Regions from separate parts of the Mus musculus genome. Here region 1 is linked to region 2. Evidence: chromatin contacts called from public HiChIP or PLAC-seq data. All regions are on one chromosome and are shown on one strand. The core of a region is the stretch at or near the end of the contact, and the rest is flanking DNA. Distances in the headings are between cores, read along the strand shown.

Region 1 (2,700 bases), core at 16-2,515, 200 kb after region 2:
TTGTTTTTGTTTTGTTTTGTTTTTAAAGATTTATTTATTATTATATCTAAGTACACTGTAGCTGTCTTCAGACACACCAGAAGAGGGCGTCAGATCTTATTAAGGATGATTGTGAGCCACCATGTGGTTGCTGGGATTTGAACTCATGACCTTTGGGAGAGCAGTCAGTGCTCCACCCGCTGAGCCATCTCTTCAGCCCAGATGCACAGGTTTTGCAACAACTTTATTTACACAGGTTAGAAGAGGGTCTCAGCGGTAGAAGAAGGACAGGGTTTGTATTTCATGGGAACCTTCTGTTGAAGCAGAGATGCTGTGTGAAGCATTGTGGCTGGGCTTCTCTAGGTCAGCAGCCTCTGACTGGGAGGGCCGACAGAGGCCAAGGATGACTGGCTCAGGCCTCCGGCTTGACTCTTCTGGCCTCTTGATCTGGATTCACAAATTTTCTTGACTTCGCACATGCTCACAGGAAGGTAGGGCGCATAGAGATAATCCTTAGCGCCTCAGCTCAGCATCGCTGGAACAAAATACCAAAGGAAGTCAATTTGATAAGCAGCACAGTTATTTTTGTTCATGGTTTCAGGGTTTTATGGTCATTTGGTGCCACCAGCATGGGCCTGTAAAAGTACAGTGCACCACAGTGGGAGTGTGTGGCTAAGGAGGGTGTTTGCTTTGTGGTGGCCAGGAAGCAAGAGAAGGAGCCTGGGGTGCTATCTCCCCTTTGTAGGCACATCCCCAATGACCTAACTTTCTCTTGCCAGCCCCCACTACCTAAAGGTTCTCCTACCTCCCAGAAGGCTGGGACTCTAGGCTGGGGGCAACACTTTGTTTAGTCTCCTCTTACCCTGTTTGTTTTTGTTTGTTTTTCAAGACAGGGTTTCTCTGTGTAGCCCTGCCTGTCCTGAAACTTGCCCTGTAGACCAGGCTGGCCTTGAACTCACAGAGATCCTCCTGCCTCCGCCTCCGCCTCCGCCTCCGCCTCCGCCTCCGCCTCCGCCTCCGCCTCCGCCTCCGCCTCCGCCCCCGCCCCCGCCTCCGCCTCTGCAGTGCTGGGATTAAAGCTGCTGCCTGGCTTGCCTCTAAGTCTTTACTCAGCACCCAGACCCAGCTCAGAGTATGCCTGGCTTTGGAATGCTTTCCCTGACACCTCAGCTGCAGGTTTCTTCCAGTTACAATAGGCAGCATAACTGAGAAGGCCACCCCAGGTAGGGATGAAGCCTTCAGCCTGCATGTAAACCAGCCTATGCCACACCCTAGGCCCTGGAGGCAAGTTATGCTAGTATTTATTACGGCTAGGATTGACCCAGTGTTTACATCTCTGTCCTTGGAACACATGTATGGAAACTCAGGAGACGGGTACAGAAAGGGGTAGTAGCAGTTCAAGAGCGGTGTGCCCAGCAGTTGATGAGAGAGGAGGAACTTTGGGGAAGCCTTCCTGGAGAGGTGGCTCCTGGACCGGGCCCAGAGGGCTTCAGAGAGGACATGCAGACAGGGGGAGAGGTTAGGCTTCTCCTCCCTTCAGGTTTTGAGAATTTACCCAGTGTATTTTCTTTTGCATTCATTGTGCTAAACACAGTGCCTCGATATAGTAGACATGCCAATGGAAGGAAACATGAAGGTGTTTTCAGGAAGGCATCAGCAATGCCTGGGTTGGGGATGGGAAGAGAGGGGAAGGCTGAAATCCAGTCCTGGGGCCCAGCCTCCCTGCCTTCCTATTGAGTTAAAATGTTGCCCTTTAAATTGGAATGGGGTATAGTTTGCTTTTTATATCCAGCCCCGTCTGTGTGCTGCAGATCTAGAGGCCACCCACCTAGTGTATGTATAGTATTTTAACATCTATATAATGAATGGTGTCTGCTGGGAGGCTGGGAGCACAGGTATTAAATCCACCTTGGACTTCACTCTGTCATCTCAGGCCTTTACTTGTCCTGGCTGGGCTGCCTGAGTTAGAACAGAGAAGCCTGGAAGTGGCTAAGACTGTGAGGTAAATATGCCCCTGGGTACTGCTGTGGGGTCAGAGAAGGTGGCACTGGGCAGCTGTTGAAAAGCCTGCCTAGCAACCAGACTGTGGACCAGGTTGAGGACGGGGGTGACCAGAGGAAGCCTGGAAGAGAAGATGAGGGCCCAGACTTCTTTTTGTTTCTGTGGAGGGAGAAACTATAGCCGAAGGATTTGTTCTAAGAAGGCAGCTTCTACAGAAACCTCACTCCCTTCCTGCAGTGAAATAACCCGAAAGCACCCATCTTGCTGTGGCTTTCTACAAACCAGTTAATACCTCCAGGGACCTCCCAAGAAATATGCTAGAGTCTTGTTCCCACTTTCCCTTTGGAAAGGGCTGACCTGGGCCAATGGGGGATGGGCCAGGCAGCCCTTGCCCTGGCAGGACTCCTGGCAGGGAGGATAGATGCTACTGTGTCCTGCATGGGGAAAATTTCTTGCTCCTCCTTACCATGCCAAGAGCCGGTCACACAATGACTCAGAGCGATTGCTCTTGTCTGAGAGCCCTGGGCTGGGGGTGGAGCAGCAGTAGATTTTCATGGGCTTGTGATTTTCAGGTGTTTTGTTTTCTTCTTTCTAGTTCCGAACTGTGGGTGGGAAATCAGGTAGGCAGGAACCTGAGCAGCTGGACACCCTCAGCTGTCCTCAGCAAGAGTCAGGGCTCTGTTCCCTGAGTGGCGGTTTTTATGGGCAGATAGCATTGCA
Region 2 (2,700 bases), core at 109-2,608:
GCAGCTGGGAGCAAGGGTCACAGAAATCTCTAGCACTCTAGATAGCCCCAGGTAGAAGGCGGTCTCTTGTACCTAGATGTCTCCTTTCCTGTATTACCTTTGTCAACACTGCACAAACACCATGAACTGGGACAGGTAAAGCTGACTAGAGACAGACAAGTGGGTTTCTCATGTTGGAACAGACTATGGGTTAAGAACGGCTTTTATTTTATTTTCTGATTTGAGATAGGAGGACCTCTTAATATAGCCCAGGCTGACACACAGTGTAACCCAGTCTAGGCTACCTTCCAACTCTGCATCCCCCTGCCTCAGTTTCTAGAGTGCTATGATCACAGATGTATTCTATCATGCTTTGCAACGTTTACATTTTTAAATAATGGGGGGGGGCAAAAAAGGAAAAATAATATTTGGGGAAAGAGAACAATACACCCAGTTCACACTCCATGAGTTACAGCTAGTTTTATCACGGTTCAGCCAGCCAGCCACCCTTACTGGTCGGCTGGCCATCCTTGGCTGCTTTTCAGTTAGTCGCAACTGAGACTCAATAGACAAGAGACTCTACAATATAGCTTTTCTGTCCCTTTACTGAGAAGTCTGTACATGCCTTACCTGGAAACCCCACACGTCCACGTACAATCTGGCGAAGTCAGGAGAGCTGTCAGACAGGGTCTGGAGGGATGCCCCTAGTTGAGGCAGCCCGCTGGTCTCCCACTAAGCTCCTTTCCTGGCCGCCGAGGGCACCACCAGGGATAGAGCTGGAAGTCAGATGCAGGACTCCACCCCTCCTTTCTAAGCCTGGATGGAAGACCCATCCCTTGCAGTGGGCAGGGCCTGAAGGGAAGAGGCCCTTAATGGGAACTGGACTCAAGAACCCTATACAGGGGTTGGTTTCCCACCAACTGGGCTCTAGAAACCTCCCATTTCTCTCTCCTAGCTTACTCTGACTTACTCGCAGAGGAGATTGTTCATTGTGTCTCCCGCCCCGGGACAACAACAGTCCAGCCCCCGAAGGCAGTCCCCCGCCCCTCCTTCTCCCTCCCCCTTACTATCTCTCCCCACGTCCACCTTTTCTATCTTTTCCCAGGCCCAGCTTTTCTCCCTCCCTCGTACCCAGCCTCCTTCCCTCCTCCTTCTGAGGCCCCGCGACCCTGTCCCAGATCCCCGGTTCCCTGGCCGCCCGGCACTCGCCCTCCCAAGTGCTCACCTGTGAGCGCAGGTGTCCGAGCTTCCGCTGTCCTTGACGTCCGCTGGATACTGTGGAAATCTGGGTCGTTGTCAGCTTCCTTGGCGATGGCAGCCCCACTGTCCCAGCCTGGGACTAGGACCGAGCGGCCCGCGGGACCAGGCAGCACGGGGCCGGGAAGGGAGGTGAAGGTGGAGGCAGAGGGGCGGGACGTGGGCTGGCACCTCCCCCTCCCTGCGGGCCTTGCAGCGTCGCGGTCCTGGTCACCCGGACAGAGAGGGTAGGGAGCCGGACTCTCCGTACACCAACCCCAGACCAGGAGTGCTCACTTCTCGGTGCGCACCTTTCCCTTTCTTTTGCACCTGAACTAACCAGCAATCTGTCACCTGGTCGGGGCCAGGGGCTGGAACCTTGTGCCACCCGCAGGCCACCAGCGTGTCCTCCCTTCCCGGCCAGACCCCTGCCAGGCGCCAGGGTAATGAGGGATAAATGAAAGGTTGGGCGCCGCTATGCGGAGGCGGTGAGGTAATGACCAAGCGACCTGTGGCAGGTACACATCCCTTGTTTGCACCAGGCCCCTCTTGCCTGTCCTAGACCGTTACCCTGAAAGGGAGCCAGCCTAGCATCAGGAAGGGCGGAGGCCCAAGGATTCTCAGCCCCATGGCTGTCCTCTGGCCATGGAGTCCAAAGTGTAGCCCTTATCTCCAGTGAACCTGCTGGCCTGCCCTGGCAACAGGGAGGAAGGTTCTGTGGACTTTGTGTCTTATTGAGGGAGGCATCAGGGGCCAAGCTTAGACCATACCCAACACTACTCTCATTACTTAAGCCTGGAGGGAGGGGGCATACCAGGGGAGGGTACCCTCCCACCGGACTGCACTTGGGCCAGTGTGGCCTTCCCAAGGGCTACACAGACTGAACAGTTTCTCCGAAGTGGTACAGCACTGGCTGGGCGTGATGTGAAAGGCATCCCCGCCCCCCCGCCCCCACATTCCCAAGTCCTGTCGTCTGGTCTGAGGGAAGAACTGAGAGTTATATCATCCCATGGATGTGTGATCCAGAGGTGGAAGTCTCGGTGGGGGGGGGGGGGAGGGGGCGGGGAGATGGGCAGGTCTGAGGTCCACTTTGGGATCTTCCTTCCGCCAATGGACTAGACTGGGTCTGGTGCAACCTCTTACCACACAAAGCATCCCGAAGTACACAAAACCCTTTCAGAAGTGTCTCCCTGTGTTCAGAGGAAAAACAAAACAAAACAAAACAAAAACAAAACAAAACAAAAACAAAACAAAACAAAACAAAAACACCTCTAATTCTCACCCTCTCCCATGGCTCCTTTCAGCCTGGAGAGGCATCTTTGCCATCGGTTGCTTGAATGTGTGTTCCTGTTCCCAGTCACAGATTTGTCCTTCAGTGTACTTTTTTAGAATATGATGTTGTGAGGTCTCAGTGTTACAGAGGAGCTGTCCTGACCTGTGGTTGCCTCCATCCTGCCTTCTGCCCCCCCAGGTGTGTGTGTAGGG

What was found. HiChIP or PLAC-seq counts read pairs in DNA pulled down with a chosen protein or histone mark.
Region 1: a contact with region 2 is called in an H3K27ac HiChIP or PLAC-seq map of trophoblast stem cells, with 6 times the contacts expected there. The contact joins the enhancer-like site here to the promoter of Plekhg6 in region 2. A contact is called at or near these places in 6 of 39 promoter capture datasets (the 3T3-L1 cell line, embryonic stem cells, hippocampal neurons and 2 more), 42 of 484 Hi-C or Micro-C datasets (the AML12 cell line, the C2C12 cell line, the CH12 cell line and 26 more), 15 of 115 datasets of contacts at active chromatin or transcription factors (embryonic basal ganglia, embryonic stem cells, extraembryonic endoderm stem cells and 4 more) and 2 of 9 other capture datasets (adipose tissue and liver).

What each region holds. Positions count from the first base shown.
Region 1 is chr6:125,583,341-125,586,040 of GRCm38.p6, forward strand. All of the region lies in intron 6 of Vwf (Von Willebrand factor), which reads left to right. Among named protein-coding and RNA genes, the nearest start is that of Vwf, 32 kb to the left of the region's middle. Within about 2 kb of position 1,266, at least 52 of the 459 cell types and tissues checked have an H3K27ac peak or open chromatin away from gene starts, as enhancers often do. A contact at or near this core is called in differentiating embryonic stem cells, embryonic stem cells, extraembryonic endoderm stem cells and 4 more, where this site is marked.
Region 2 is chr6:125,379,146-125,381,845 of GRCm38.p6, forward strand. It overlaps Plekhg6 (pleckstrin homology domain containing, family G (with RhoGef domain) member 6), which reads right to left and starts at 1,359. Exons shown (of 17, transcript NM_198604.2): 1 at 1,205-1,359; 2 at 610-831.